Regions from separate parts of the Mus musculus genome. Here regions 1, 2 and 3 are each linked to region 4. A link is a contact called in public Hi-C and HiChIP or PLAC-seq data. All regions are on one chromosome and are shown on one strand. Each heading gives the region's core, a stretch centred on a gene start, on an enhancer-like site or on the middle of the called end of the contact. The rest is flanking DNA. Distances are from core to core; before and after follow the strand shown.

Evidence for each region. A called contact is a pair of places that touch in the nucleus more often than the background predicts. HiChIP or PLAC-seq counts read pairs in DNA pulled down with a chosen protein or histone mark.
Region 1: a Hi-C map of the N1E-115 cell line shows a contact between it and region 4, with 4 times the contacts expected there. The contact joins the enhancer-like site here to the promoter of Ptch1 in region 4. A contact is called at or near these places in 2 of 39 promoter capture datasets (cranial neural crest and frontonasal cranial neural crest), 2 of 484 Hi-C or Micro-C datasets (the N1E-115 cell line and muscle stem cells), 2 of 115 datasets of contacts at active chromatin or transcription factors (craniofacial prominence and pancreatic cancer cells) and 2 of 9 other capture datasets (adipose tissue and liver).
Region 2: a contact with region 4 is called in an H3K4me3 HiChIP or PLAC-seq map of embryonic stem cells, with 7 times the contacts expected there. The contact joins the enhancer-like site here to the promoter of Ptch1 in region 4. A contact is called at or near these places in 9 of 39 promoter capture datasets (the 3T3-L1 cell line, 3T3-L1-derived adipocytes, cancer-associated fibroblasts and 5 more), 22 of 484 Hi-C or Micro-C datasets (B cells, the G1E-ER4 cell line, the MC3T3-E1 cell line and 16 more), 20 of 115 datasets of contacts at active chromatin or transcription factors (bone marrow-derived dendritic cells, bone marrow-derived macrophages, craniofacial prominence and 10 more) and 2 of 9 other capture datasets (adipose tissue and pancreatic islet).
Region 3: a Hi-C map of Th1 cells shows a contact between it and region 4, with 3 times the contacts expected there. The contact joins the enhancer-like site here to the promoter of Ptch1 in region 4. A contact is called at or near these places in 2 of 39 promoter capture datasets (cranial neural crest and second pharyngeal arch cranial neural crest), 17 of 484 Hi-C or Micro-C datasets (the AML12 cell line, B cells, DN3 thymocytes and 11 more), 13 of 115 datasets of contacts at active chromatin or transcription factors (the 230-238 cell line, bone marrow-derived macrophages, craniofacial prominence and 9 more) and 2 of 9 other capture datasets (liver and pancreatic islet).

The regions. Positions count from the first base shown.
Region 1 is chr13:63,335,157-63,337,975 of GRCm38.p6, reverse strand. The region is part of intron 8 of Fancc (Fanconi anemia, complementation group C); the gene reads left to right. Among named protein-coding and RNA genes, the nearest start is that of Mir3074-1, 35 kb to the right of the region's middle. Within about 2 kb of position 1,460, at least 61 of the 459 cell types and tissues checked have an H3K27ac peak or open chromatin away from gene starts, as enhancers often do. A contact at or near this core is called in the N1E-115 cell line, craniofacial prominence and muscle stem cells, where this site is marked.
Region 2 is chr13:63,718,412-63,721,111 of GRCm38.p6, reverse strand. All of the region lies in intron 4 of 1700024I08Rik (RIKEN cDNA 1700024I08 gene), which reads left to right. Among named protein-coding and RNA genes, the nearest start is that of 1700024I08Rik, 15 kb to the left of the region's middle. Within about 2 kb of position 1,396, at least 59 of the 459 cell types and tissues checked have an H3K27ac peak or open chromatin away from gene starts, as enhancers often do. A contact at or near this core is called in the G1E-ER4 cell line, adipose tissue, embryonic stem cells and 2 more, where this site is marked.
Region 3 is chr13:63,792,135-63,794,983 of GRCm38.p6, reverse strand. No RefSeq gene overlaps it. Among named protein-coding and RNA genes, the nearest start is that of Ercc6l2, 22 kb to the left of the region's middle. Within about 2 kb of position 1,438, at least 15 of the 459 cell types and tissues checked have an H3K27ac peak or open chromatin away from gene starts, as enhancers often do. A contact at or near this core is called in Th1 cells, Th2 cells, centroblasts and 1 more, where this site is marked.
Region 4 is chr13:63,564,266-63,567,060 of GRCm38.p6, reverse strand. Ptch1 (patched 1) reads left to right here and starts at 1,326. Exons shown (of 24, transcript NM_008957.3): 1 at 1,326-1,699. The coding sequence starts at 1,541. RefSeq lists an enhancer at 588-767.

The DNA.
Region 1 (2,819 bases), core at 211-2,710, 230 kb after region 4:
GCTTTCAGTGCCAAATGAAGACACTGGGTTCTTTCCTCCCAGGTTGCTTGTCCTTTTCGTCATCATCCTTTCCCTCAGTGGAAAGCTCCCCGGTCCCATGGACTGCCTGACTGTCTGTTAGTGTTACTGCTTCTTCTCTGATGCTTGTCTGCATCTGTTAGCTGAAGCTTTCAGCCTAAGTCATCCTTCAGAGAACATAGGAAGGTGCCCCTCCCACAGACACTGTATTATGGGGACCTCAGTCTGGGTTGGGAGTTGGCTGTCACTTCCTTGTCACGCAGCTTAGAAGCAGTTTATCAGGATCATGTGTGGGAGCTTCAGAGCTTTTATTATGGTTGAGGGAGGGATTTAAGGGGGTGTTATTTGGTCTAATTTATTGTGGCATTGCCAGGATGTGACCTCTCTATGCCGTGAGGTTCATGGAGATAATTACAATACAGACAACAAGCTGGAAGCCCCTGATTGGCTTAGGCAGTTCTCCTCTGCCATCCTGAGCCCAGAGAGCCTGCGAGCCCAGCAGGGTAGAATAAGCCGTGACCTGGTTGAGTGATTACAGGGGTAACCTGAAGAACCTGCTTCCTAATTGCATCATCTGATTCATTTATCGCAGCGCAGCATCTTCCAGCATTGACAGGGCCATGTGCAGTATCAGATCTTTAAGACCCAGCTAGACTGCTGCACTTTGCTGCCTAGGAAACCTGATGCCAATTGCATTAGTGCTGGATTCTGACAGTAATTAAAGTGTGATGGTCTACATAACTTGTGTTTTGTGTGGAGCACTGTTAATTATATTCCCATCTCTTGGGACTATCCAGAATGAGTTCTGGAAATTCTATAGTTACCCAAATATAGCAAAAACAAAAGATAAAAGAGTTGTACAAAGTGTAATGATCTCCCTGAATGTCCTTCTGCCTTTTAGAGACATCAGAGGTCTGGCAGTTTCCGTTAAGGCAATGAATGAATAAGATAAGAGACTAGTCACCTTAATTCCAAACAAGATGTGTGTGCAGGCACATGTGTGAGCCTGTGAAATAAAAATACATTCTCAAACCGGTTTGTGTTTAAGGTTCAATCTTTGGCTTCTCTACCTTAGATTGTCCCCAATATCATGGCTGCCTGCCACAGTTGGTGGCCCCAAATAGATCAGGGTATTAACCCCAGTTTGTCATTTACTATGCAGACTAAAAGTTCCAAAACAGACGGTCTTGTGTTTCCTTTGAGAGAGCAGTCACCAGGACACCATAATCCTTAACCTTAGACCTGACCTTAAAAATTGACGTCAGGAGAAGTATTGAAAGCCACTTGCTAATTATGCCTCCCTTTTGGCACTGTGCTCTGTGCCCAGGCTGAGCTTGTATCAAGGAGGCTGTTTTCTCGTTACAGCTCTGTGTGTGGAGCCCAGAAGGCTATTGTTTGGGTTCCCTATTTGAGTGAAAAGGGCCAGCTGGGTGGTGGGGTGGCCTGCGCTTGGCTGCTACACTGTGCTACGTGCCAGAGCCAGGAGCACCCTGGTTCCCATGCCCTCCCTTGCACTCCTTCACGGGCTGATCCGCCTGCTGGCAGCCACCGCAGTTGGGCCTGGGAGAGCTACCCCAAAGAGTAGTTGCATGGGAGGCAGGAGGCAGGGTCTTAAGTCAGAGACTGTTACCTGGAAGAGTTGGTAGCTCAGTAAAAAGTGTCTTTGTCTATGCCAGCCTCAGACAGCTCAGTGTGTTCCTCCTGTTGGCCAGGAAGTGTCCTCATTCTTAAGAGGGCAGTCACCGCAGCTTCACAAGGAGAAACTTCCCTGAAAAATCCCATTGCTAAAATACAGCCAAAGAATTACTCCTGTCCTCAACATTGTTGGATTTGTTTCTCTAATGTTTTAGCATTTTCTTTCCCCGCATTTTCATTAGTGTACTTCTTGCCTGAACTCTAATGTGGTACATGCAGTTAAACCAGAGCTGGAGTGGATGGCTTAGTCTTGGTTAACTAGACAAGTGTGGTGGGGCTTTGGTCTGGACTGCACTTTCCAGTGTTAACCTCAGGGGGGCACCAGACACTCCAGCATTATCTCCAATGAAAACCCAGGGCGCAGGGTAATCTTCACTCATGGGGTTCCAGGCTTTGTAGCTCCTGGGAGATGAATGGGAGAAGGATCACAGACAGACCACAAGAAATAGTGGACCATGGCAGTTCTTCCTATTCAGAGGCCAGGTTGAGGAGCAGTGAGACCCAAGAAACTGCTTTTGAGCATAGACATACGGAGACTAGACCTGGAGGTATTTGTCCAGTGTGCAAAGCTGGACATCCTGTAACTTACACCCCCCACTCCTCTGCTTGACACTGAGACCTCATGTAAACTTACAACATAAGAGGACATTTGGTACTTGTTAAGGTTTTTAAGCCCAAGAATGACAGATTTATCACTAATTAAACAATAATTGCATTATGGGGTACTGAAAAAAATTGCTTGTAGTATAAACAACATCTGGTAAAGATTAAAAAGAAAGCTCAAATTTGTTGTAAGAAACCTGAATCTTTTAAAACAAAATAGATTCTAAAACGTGAAAGGGTTGTTTAGTTTTATGTTTAACGTTTTAAAAATAGAAAAGAAAATGCCATAAGGAAAGTATGTATTTATAAAAATAGTCATTTTTATAATTACATTATAGATGTGAATGGCTTTTTTTATATATATATAAGTAGATTTTTTTCTAAAGCCAAATCACTTTTTTAACTCAAAGGAGTTCACCATGAAGGCTATGTGGCTCTTCATTCAGAAGAGGCCTTTCTTTGGTTTTGTTTGGATTTGTATGTATTTGTGGCTCTGTAGTGAC
Region 2 (2,700 bases), core at 147-2,646, 150 kb before region 4:
CTCCAGCCAGTCACAGACTCCCAGGGCCCAGCTGTGGGCCACACTTCATATAGTAGCTCCCCAGGTAGGGCGTAGGTACACAACTTACTAAGTTGTATGCAGACCCCAGCCAGGTCACAGAGAACCTAAGGTCCAGAACTGGGCCTGGGCACTCTGATCATGTTTTCTACGTTAGCAGCCACCAGTTCAGTAGTATCCACTACTTGACATCTTGAAGAATTCTGGTCATATCCAGTCTGGGACGATAAAGGCAGAACAGCTGGCTCTGCTTCACTACAGCTCTCAAATGAAAGAACCAGGTGTCACTTCTATTATTCAAATGCCTTGTCTCTACCCAGCACCCCTTTCCATTGTTCAAGATCCTCTTTGGCCTCTGAATTTCACAGTTGCCAACCCTAGTTAATATGGCTGCCTTAGTTTTTCCTTACTGAAACAGATGCATCAGAGGATCAAAACTTAGAGCAAAACGGGTTGTTTGGGCTTCCAGTCTGTGGTAGCTTCCTCTGTGCCTGTGGGAGCACCTCATGGCCAGGAGCACTGCTTATCCCACTGGAGAGACAAAGGCGTAGGTAGCCCCTTCAACCAGCACACTACAGTGACCTGATTTCATCCCACTAGACCCTACTTCTTAAGGTCTGCACCTCCCACAGATGGGGGAGGAGGGGAGAGGCATTTAACACATGGGCCTTTGGAGACCACAGCAAAGCTGACTGCTTTGCAGCCATGTTGACTTCTGGAAAGCACCTTGTGGAATGAATGTTCTTCCCAAGTCACGGTCTGCAGTTGCCTGACTGTCAGTATCAGTTTAGATGACATCTCACCATCCTTTCCATCTCTTGAGGGGGGATCTAAAATCTACACCAATGACTGGAGTTTCTACAAAGCTCGCTCCTGTTTAGCTCAGTGCTGAGTACAGTCAATCCCCTTTAGTTCCAAACTGAGATCAGAGATTCCCAAGACATATGGCATGAAATCCTTTAGGGAGCTTTGACTTTTCCTTTCTCCTTCAGAGTTATAAAGACAGGGCTGATGCCCGGGAAGGCTAACACTCTCCAAGCAGCCCATAGTATCCACAGTAGGGTGGAGATCATAGTCCCAGCCCTTCAGCAGACAGGGCTGGCCACAAGCAGCCATCTGGACATCCTGTAACCCGAAACACATACTTTCAAGAGGGGTGCAAATGACAGTCCAGCAACACAAATAATTTGCCCCCAAATGTTTATCAGCTCCCTGCCACGGCCACTTCCATTTATAGCTTATAAATGGTTATTAACTGGCTCCTTCACATCTGATAAGCAGCCCCAGAACAGGTGGCCAGAAGGGTGGGTGATTAGAGGCCTCCTGGGAGGCGTTGTGCGCTTGCCTGTGGGTGGTCTTCCTGCCTGAGGCCAATGCCCACATGAGAAGCCATCGAAAGCCTCCAATTTGCAAGATAGCAGTCTGTTGTCTGCTTGTGTATAGCTCTGTCCAAGTTACAGCTGGCTTTGCTTTCTGACCAGCAAATACTGCCAAGAAGGGTTGAAAGTTCAGCATTCAACCCCCCCCCCTCCAAAACGCATTCCCTTCCCCTTTTAGTCACAGTCAAACAGTCCGCCCAGCTCTTGCTTCAAGGGTTCTTTAGAAGGGCTTAAGTAGATCTCTATGCAAACCCAAGCCAGGGTACAGCAGACAGAGATGGCTCCCAGCCAGAAGCAGAGAGGTACCATCAAGGATTTGGTTCTCTGCTGAAATAAGCCTTGCAGGTCCCCACAAACCTGACTTTCTCAAACAGAGACATCAGCTCCCAGGAAGGAGAGATGTTAGGCCAGGATTTCTGAGCCTCAGAGTTGTGGACATTGCAGGAGCCATGCCTTGAATCTGAGGATGTTGAATACAGCCCTGCCCTTTGTCCTAGACACCAGTGGCAGCCAATCTTTATTAACCATGAAAGTTGCCTCCTGATACTATTGGGGGCAAAACTATTCAGTTAAGAACACTCTGTTAAAAGGTGTCTAAGAAGTATAAATGAACTTAAAAGGTTATGTCCTGAGTTCCCTTAGCAGGCTGTAGAGAGTTCTTGATGCTGGGGCACTGTGTAAAAACAGTGTAGAGCAGACCTCAGGAAGTGTCTATTAACGACCAGGAACATTCTGACAAAGTTATTGCTCTTGAAAATAGGAAGTTACCCAGTGTGTTGGGTCATGTCTGATTCCAGCATTTGGAGCCTGAGGGAGGAAAAACACCATCCACTAGAGGCCAGATAACGGCTAAATAGTGATTTCCAGGGTAGCCTATGCTACAGACCAGAGAGAATAGGCAGGTAAAACAAAAACAAAAACAAAAACAAAAACCTAGCTCCCTATTCCTTATGATAAAATTTGGAGGAGAGCAGGGTTCATCGATGTAGCTCAGTGGGTCAAAGGAGCTTGCCACAAGCCTAGCCTAGTGGTATACTTCTTTAATGCCAGCACTTGGGAGACAGAAGCAGATGGATCTCTGTAGAGTTCCAGGTCAGCCTGGTCTACATAGCAAGTTCTAGTCCAGCCAGAGTCACACAGTGAGACTGGAGGGAGGGGGTGGGGTGGGGGGGAGTGGCCAGTGCTGGTGGGGGGTAATTGCCTCCAATCATGATAATCTGTGTTCAAGCCCAGGGACCCACATGGTGGAAGAAGAGAACAAGTTCTCACAAGTTGTCTTCTGAGCGCCACACAGGTGTCATGC
Region 3 (2,849 bases), core at 189-2,688, 230 kb before region 4:
CTTCCTCTGTGTTTCCTTTTATTCTACTACCCCTTGTATGTTTCTTTTTACTCTGCCCCTTCACTTTCAATCTTTGTTTTAAAGACAAGATCTCACTATGTGGCAAGGCTGGCCCTGAACCTGTAATCCTGCCTCAGCCGCCCAAGTGCTGGGATTACAGATGTGCACCACCATGTCTGTCTTTTAATATGTGCTTTGAAAATCTCTCATAGTTCACTGTAATTTCCAACAAGCCCTAGGATCGTCTGCCAATGCTCAGTCCTAGTCCCTCATAGCTTTGTCTTATACTTGTACTCTCTGGCACTCCCCAAGTGCTCAGACGATCTATATCTGCTTGCAAATGTACCAGAATTAAATACAAGATTCCCCAGGCAACTGAGAATAGAAAACCTATGTTTTAATCTCTCTTCTATTGCTAATAATAAAATACCATAGTTAAGTTAGTAATAAAAAGAAGTTAAGAACTAGGCAGAGATGCACCCCAATTATTTGGGAGACTGGGGTATAGGGATCACAAGGCCAGCCTGGACTGTACAGTCGAATCTGGTCTGAAAAGAGAAGTGGGAAAGGGAGATGGACAGTAGAAGAGAGGAATGGAGGGAAAAATGCTTACTGTGGCTCACAGTTCTGGTCCAAGGTCAAGGAGCTGTATCTGGTGAAAGCTTTCTTGCTGGCAGCATCTAGATGGTGCAGGGTAGCACATGTTGAGAAACATGTGTGTTTGTGTGTGTGTATGTGTGTGTGTGTGTGTGTGTGTGTGTGTGTGTGTGTGTGTGTGAGAGAGAGAGAGAGAGAGAGAGAGAGAGAGAGAGAGAACTAGTCTCTCCCTCTTTCTATAAAGCTGCCAGCATTAGGTCAGAGTCTCCACCCTAATGGCTTCATCTGACTCTAATCACTTCACCAAGGCTCCACCTCCAACAACAGAATCAGATTGTTTCTACTCTCTTACTACCTCACAATGGGATTCAATTTCTACAAAAGGTTTTACATGAGCTAAATGACATATGGCAACCCAATATAACTACTGGCTTTCAAGTTACCTTCAACAGAAGCTGCTTTCCACATCACACATCAAAGTCTGTCTTTCATTCGACTGCACTCAGACACACCAGGCACATGGCAGCTTTTCAGCTTCCTCCTCCTCGTAAAATTGGAAACACACATAAACTCTGGATCACTAAAAAAAGGACATCTTTTAAAAACTCCTGTTACGATAGAAAATCGTAGTCACTGGTCTTCTGAGGGACAGAGACTGGCAAAAACAAGCACTTGGCATTGATGGACAAACGTTGTAATTTTCAGAAGGAAACTTTCTCAGAGTAGACTTACTAATTATAATTGAGGAGAAATCACCTGAAGGAAACATCTACATAGCAACTCATTTCTTCTACTAAAAGTTGTCAAAGTGGAGAGTCATAATGAGATTATTTATCAGCAGTGAGCACGGCACTGAGTCATACAGGGAGCATCTAAAGTGGACTTTCCAGAAGTTGCAAAGCTTGATCAGTAGAGTAAGGAGGGGAGCTTTCCCTCCATGGTCAATACACTGCCCAGAGGCTGATAAATTGATAAGTCAGGCAGGGAAAGCAGAGCATCTTTTCCTCAGAGATACATCTGAGAGCGGATGGTTATGTTTTCCTCTTGTTTCCAAGAATGTCACTATGTGTGCAGATGCTCAGTGTACAGGCACACAAAGAACAGTCCCTTTGGCTTCCAACACCGCCTCTTTCCCTTTCTCTTTTTCTTATGCTCCCCATGCATACATCACATCTTCTGTGGATCATCCACAGTTGCTGGATAGCTGTGTGATTTTATTTCAATCTTTTCCATATTATTTTGAGCTTTCTATTGTTATGGCCTTAAGCTCAGTTCTGTCAAGAGGTAAGCCTGTGAAATGTATTCATTTTTGCTTCGATTTTTCATCTCTGATTCATTCTTAGGACCTCCCTTTCTGCTTGCATTAGCTATTTGTTCTTACGTGATAATTGATGGTTTTTTGTGAGAGCCTTAAAACATTTCTACATGGTTGCTTTAAGTTTTCAAGCTGCTGATCCCAGTATCCAACCATGTCTGAATTTGGTGATAGTGCCTATTCCGGATCCATGTTTGGAGGTTTTGTTGTTTTAGTTTGGGACTTTATATATGCATGCATGCACATAGTTTTATATTTTGCTTTTTAATGTAGCTTGTTACTTTGTTTTTGTTGAAAGCCTGTCATGAAATAGTCCTTTAATATAAAATAAAAGAAAGAAAAGTAAAAAAGAAAAAGAAAAAAATGGTCCTTTATTGTAATGAAGGTATTGTAAAAGCTATCTGTGGTCCACTGTGCTGTGCTGTCTTCTGGTGAGCCAGTGCGCACCCAGGCTGTGACCATGCAGTGCTTTTCAGAAATGCCCCATGCTTAGATGGTCAGAATGTCTACAGAGGTATAATAATGGATGTATTCCTTCTCCTAGACAGTTAGGTTCTACCAAGCCTGCATCTGGGCTCTGGCAAATGATCTCTCTTGAGACAGGCCTTATGAGTGCTCTGACTCATTTTAGGCTTTCTGTTGAAGCACACAGGAACTTCCTTCAGCCTCACTGTGAGAATCAAGGTTCTCTGGTAAAGACTTAAAGACATAAAACACACACAAGTGTGCTTGACCGCTTGGAGCTCCTAATTTCCAGACTCATCTATACTGGTGGATTTATCATGTTTATGAGCCTGGTTTCCTACTTCAGCCCTGGGAGTTGCAGTTTTGCTTATATCTAGTAGGTTGTGTTCTCTAGACATAAGTCTTCTTGTTTAAGATGTCTTAGTTTGGTTTCTGTGCTATGATAATGGGAATACCATTATGGTAATGGTGA
Region 4 (2,795 bases), core at 77-2,576:
TTTCAAATTGGACTGTATTGTGTATTGGAGGGGGGCGATAGAGGAGTGAGAGGGGTTTTTAAAAGGGCTGGCTTTTCCCAACATCCTTGCTCGCCTCTTTAACTTTCCATTTTGTTTATCTTAATACGAGGCGTTGTTCCCTGCGAGAGTCTAAGTCTTGCCTTTGGTTATAAAAGAAAAGAGGAGAAAAAAAAATTGGCACACACTGGCGCACTATCCACCACCCTGTCATTATTGGTGCAGGCCTGGGAATTCAAGCCGGACCTCCCAGTATTTGCTGCAGCTTGAGGCCAAAGTGCCTCTAAAAGGGTTTTCTTTGAGGAATCTCAGAAATTGTTTAAGCGCTTAAAAAAATATATTACCTATCCCTCATGTCTATTGCGAGGCAAATGCTCCTGTACGTGTGAGTGTGTGCGTGTGTATGTGTGTCTGTGTGTGTGTGCGCGCGCGCTCGCAAAAGGCGTCTCGAAAAAGAAGACACTGTTGAAAAGAAAAGAAATAAGAAAGAAAGGAGGGGGGAGCATTCCTTAATGGAAGTATTGCATGCGAGAGGGTTGGCGCTGAGCGAGCGCCCCCCCACCCCCAAGCCTGGGATGCACACACGGGGGTTGCCTACCTGGGTGGTCTCTCTACTTTGGTGAGCTGTTGCTAAGCAGCTAATAATAGTCATGTTTGCTGAGTAATTTCTGCCCTCCAAGAGCCAATCGCGTTGCAGAAACCCAAGCCATCTGACAGCCCCGGGGGCGGGAGTTCCAGCCTTTTTCTCTTTCGCTCGCTCTTTCCCCCTCCACCCCCTCCCCTCCTCCTCCTCTTTCTCCAAATGGAGAGAGTTCTTTTTTTTCTTCTTCCATCTCATCTATTGAGTCAAGGAGCTGCTGCGGCCGCTGCCCGCTGCACACACACAGAGCGGAGTCCCCAGGTCCCGGTAGCGAAAGAAGCGCGCGGCGCGGGGGCAGAATGGTCCAGCGGGTCGGTGAGGAGAACAAGAAAGCAGAGTCCGGGACCGAGCAGCCACCGCGAACCCAGCAGCCAGAGAGCGACCAGCCGTTTCAGAAGCCGCCACCGCCAACTCCAGCCGCAGCCGCAGCAGCACCAGCAGCAGCAGCGGCAGCCCCGGCCCGGCATCGTTGAGACTCGCCGGGTACCGTCGCGTCGCCCGCAGCGGGCGCCGAGGGAGCCGGCGCGAGCGGCGGGGGTCTGCGCGCGCCTTCTGCCGTGAAGGGGTCGCGGCGCGGGGCGGGGACGTCTGGGGGGGACTTGGGGACCGCGAGGCGCGCCCTGGAAGCGCCGGCTCTCGCCTTCCCGCGAGCTGGATGTGGGCAGCGGCGGCCGCAAAGACCTCGGGACTCACGCGCAATGTGGCAATGGAAGGCGCAGGGTCTGAGTCCCCGGCAGCGGCCACGGCCGCAGCACCCGCAGCGCCCGCCGTGTGAGCGGCAGCAGCGGGTCTGTCACCCGGAGCCGGAGTCCCCGGCGGCCAGCAGCGTCCTCGCGAGCCGAGCGCCCAGGCGCGCCCGGAGCCCGCGGCGGCGGCGGCAACATGGCCTCGGCTGGTAACGCCGCCGGGGCCCTGGGCAGGCAGGCCGGCGGCGGGAGGCGCAGACGGACCGGGGGACCGCACCGCGCCGCGCCGGACCGGGACTATCTGCACCGGCCCAGCTACTGCGACGCCGCCTTCGCTCTGGAGCAGATTTCCAAGGTGCACTTCTGTCCCCTCCTCCCTCTTCACTTTTCCCTCTTCTTCCTCCTTGGGATCCCTGCCACACAGACACACACACACACTCCTGAGAAAGCAGCAGACAAGTGAAGGTTGAAAAATTCAAACCCTCCCTCCGGACTTTGGAGGAAAGGGCTGTCTGAGGTCCGCAGGGGGTGGAGGGGTGCCTGTGTGTGTGCGTGCGTGTGTGTGGTGTGTGCGCGCGCACACGCCCTCCCTGGTGTGCCTTTTCCGGAGCTTTGGAAACCGTCCTGAGTGGACCACCTCCAGGGCGGCCGCAATGCGGCACTGCCTTCGGCCCCAGCGCCTTTCTCCCGCGCCCCTGCCCACGGTTGCAGCCTAAAGTTCGGCGTTGCCACATTTCTTAACCTCTTTGAGGGGGAGGCGGAGTGGAGAGAGGCGGAGAGAGACAGAGGGGAGGGAGCCAAAGTAAAGGTGGTTTCCTTTTTTGGCAGCCGGTTCTGCTTTCGTTGAGCTTGAAATCTCTGCTCCCTTAAAAATTATTCTCGGGAGAGGACGTCCCCTCTCTTCCAGGTCTTGGGCCGCCTCTTCTCCCAGCCTGCCGGGGAGGGGGGCAGTTGTAAACAAGTTGCCACCTTAAATCTTCGGTACGGGTGTGCGGAACGGCCGGGTTCATTGTGTTTACGAGGCTGGCTGAAATGTGTGGAATCCGGGGAAGGCAAGCACCTAGCCTGGGGCCCGCAGGGGCCCTGGCCAGCACCCCGGGCTCCGCCGCCCGGAGAGCAGCCTGCGCCCAGCCAGGACCCCCGCCGGCGCCGGCCTGGGCCTCTTCCTTGTGCACTCGGCTATTTTAAAGAGTTCACCAGGAGGGAATGGGAGAGGGAGGAAAGATCCTTGTGGCCGCCCTCTTCCGAGCACAAATAGTGTAAGTTGTAGATGGCTGCCGCATTTCCTAACTGAGCTCCCGCGGTGTCTCCTAAGGCTGTGGAAAAGAGTGTGGACCGAACTCTGGCTGCGGGGCTCACCACGTGGACCTCGCGTACAGCCACACCGGGGCCAGATGGACCACGGTTGCTGTAGATTGTCCCTAAGTGCGCTTGCGCCCTTCACTCGGCCT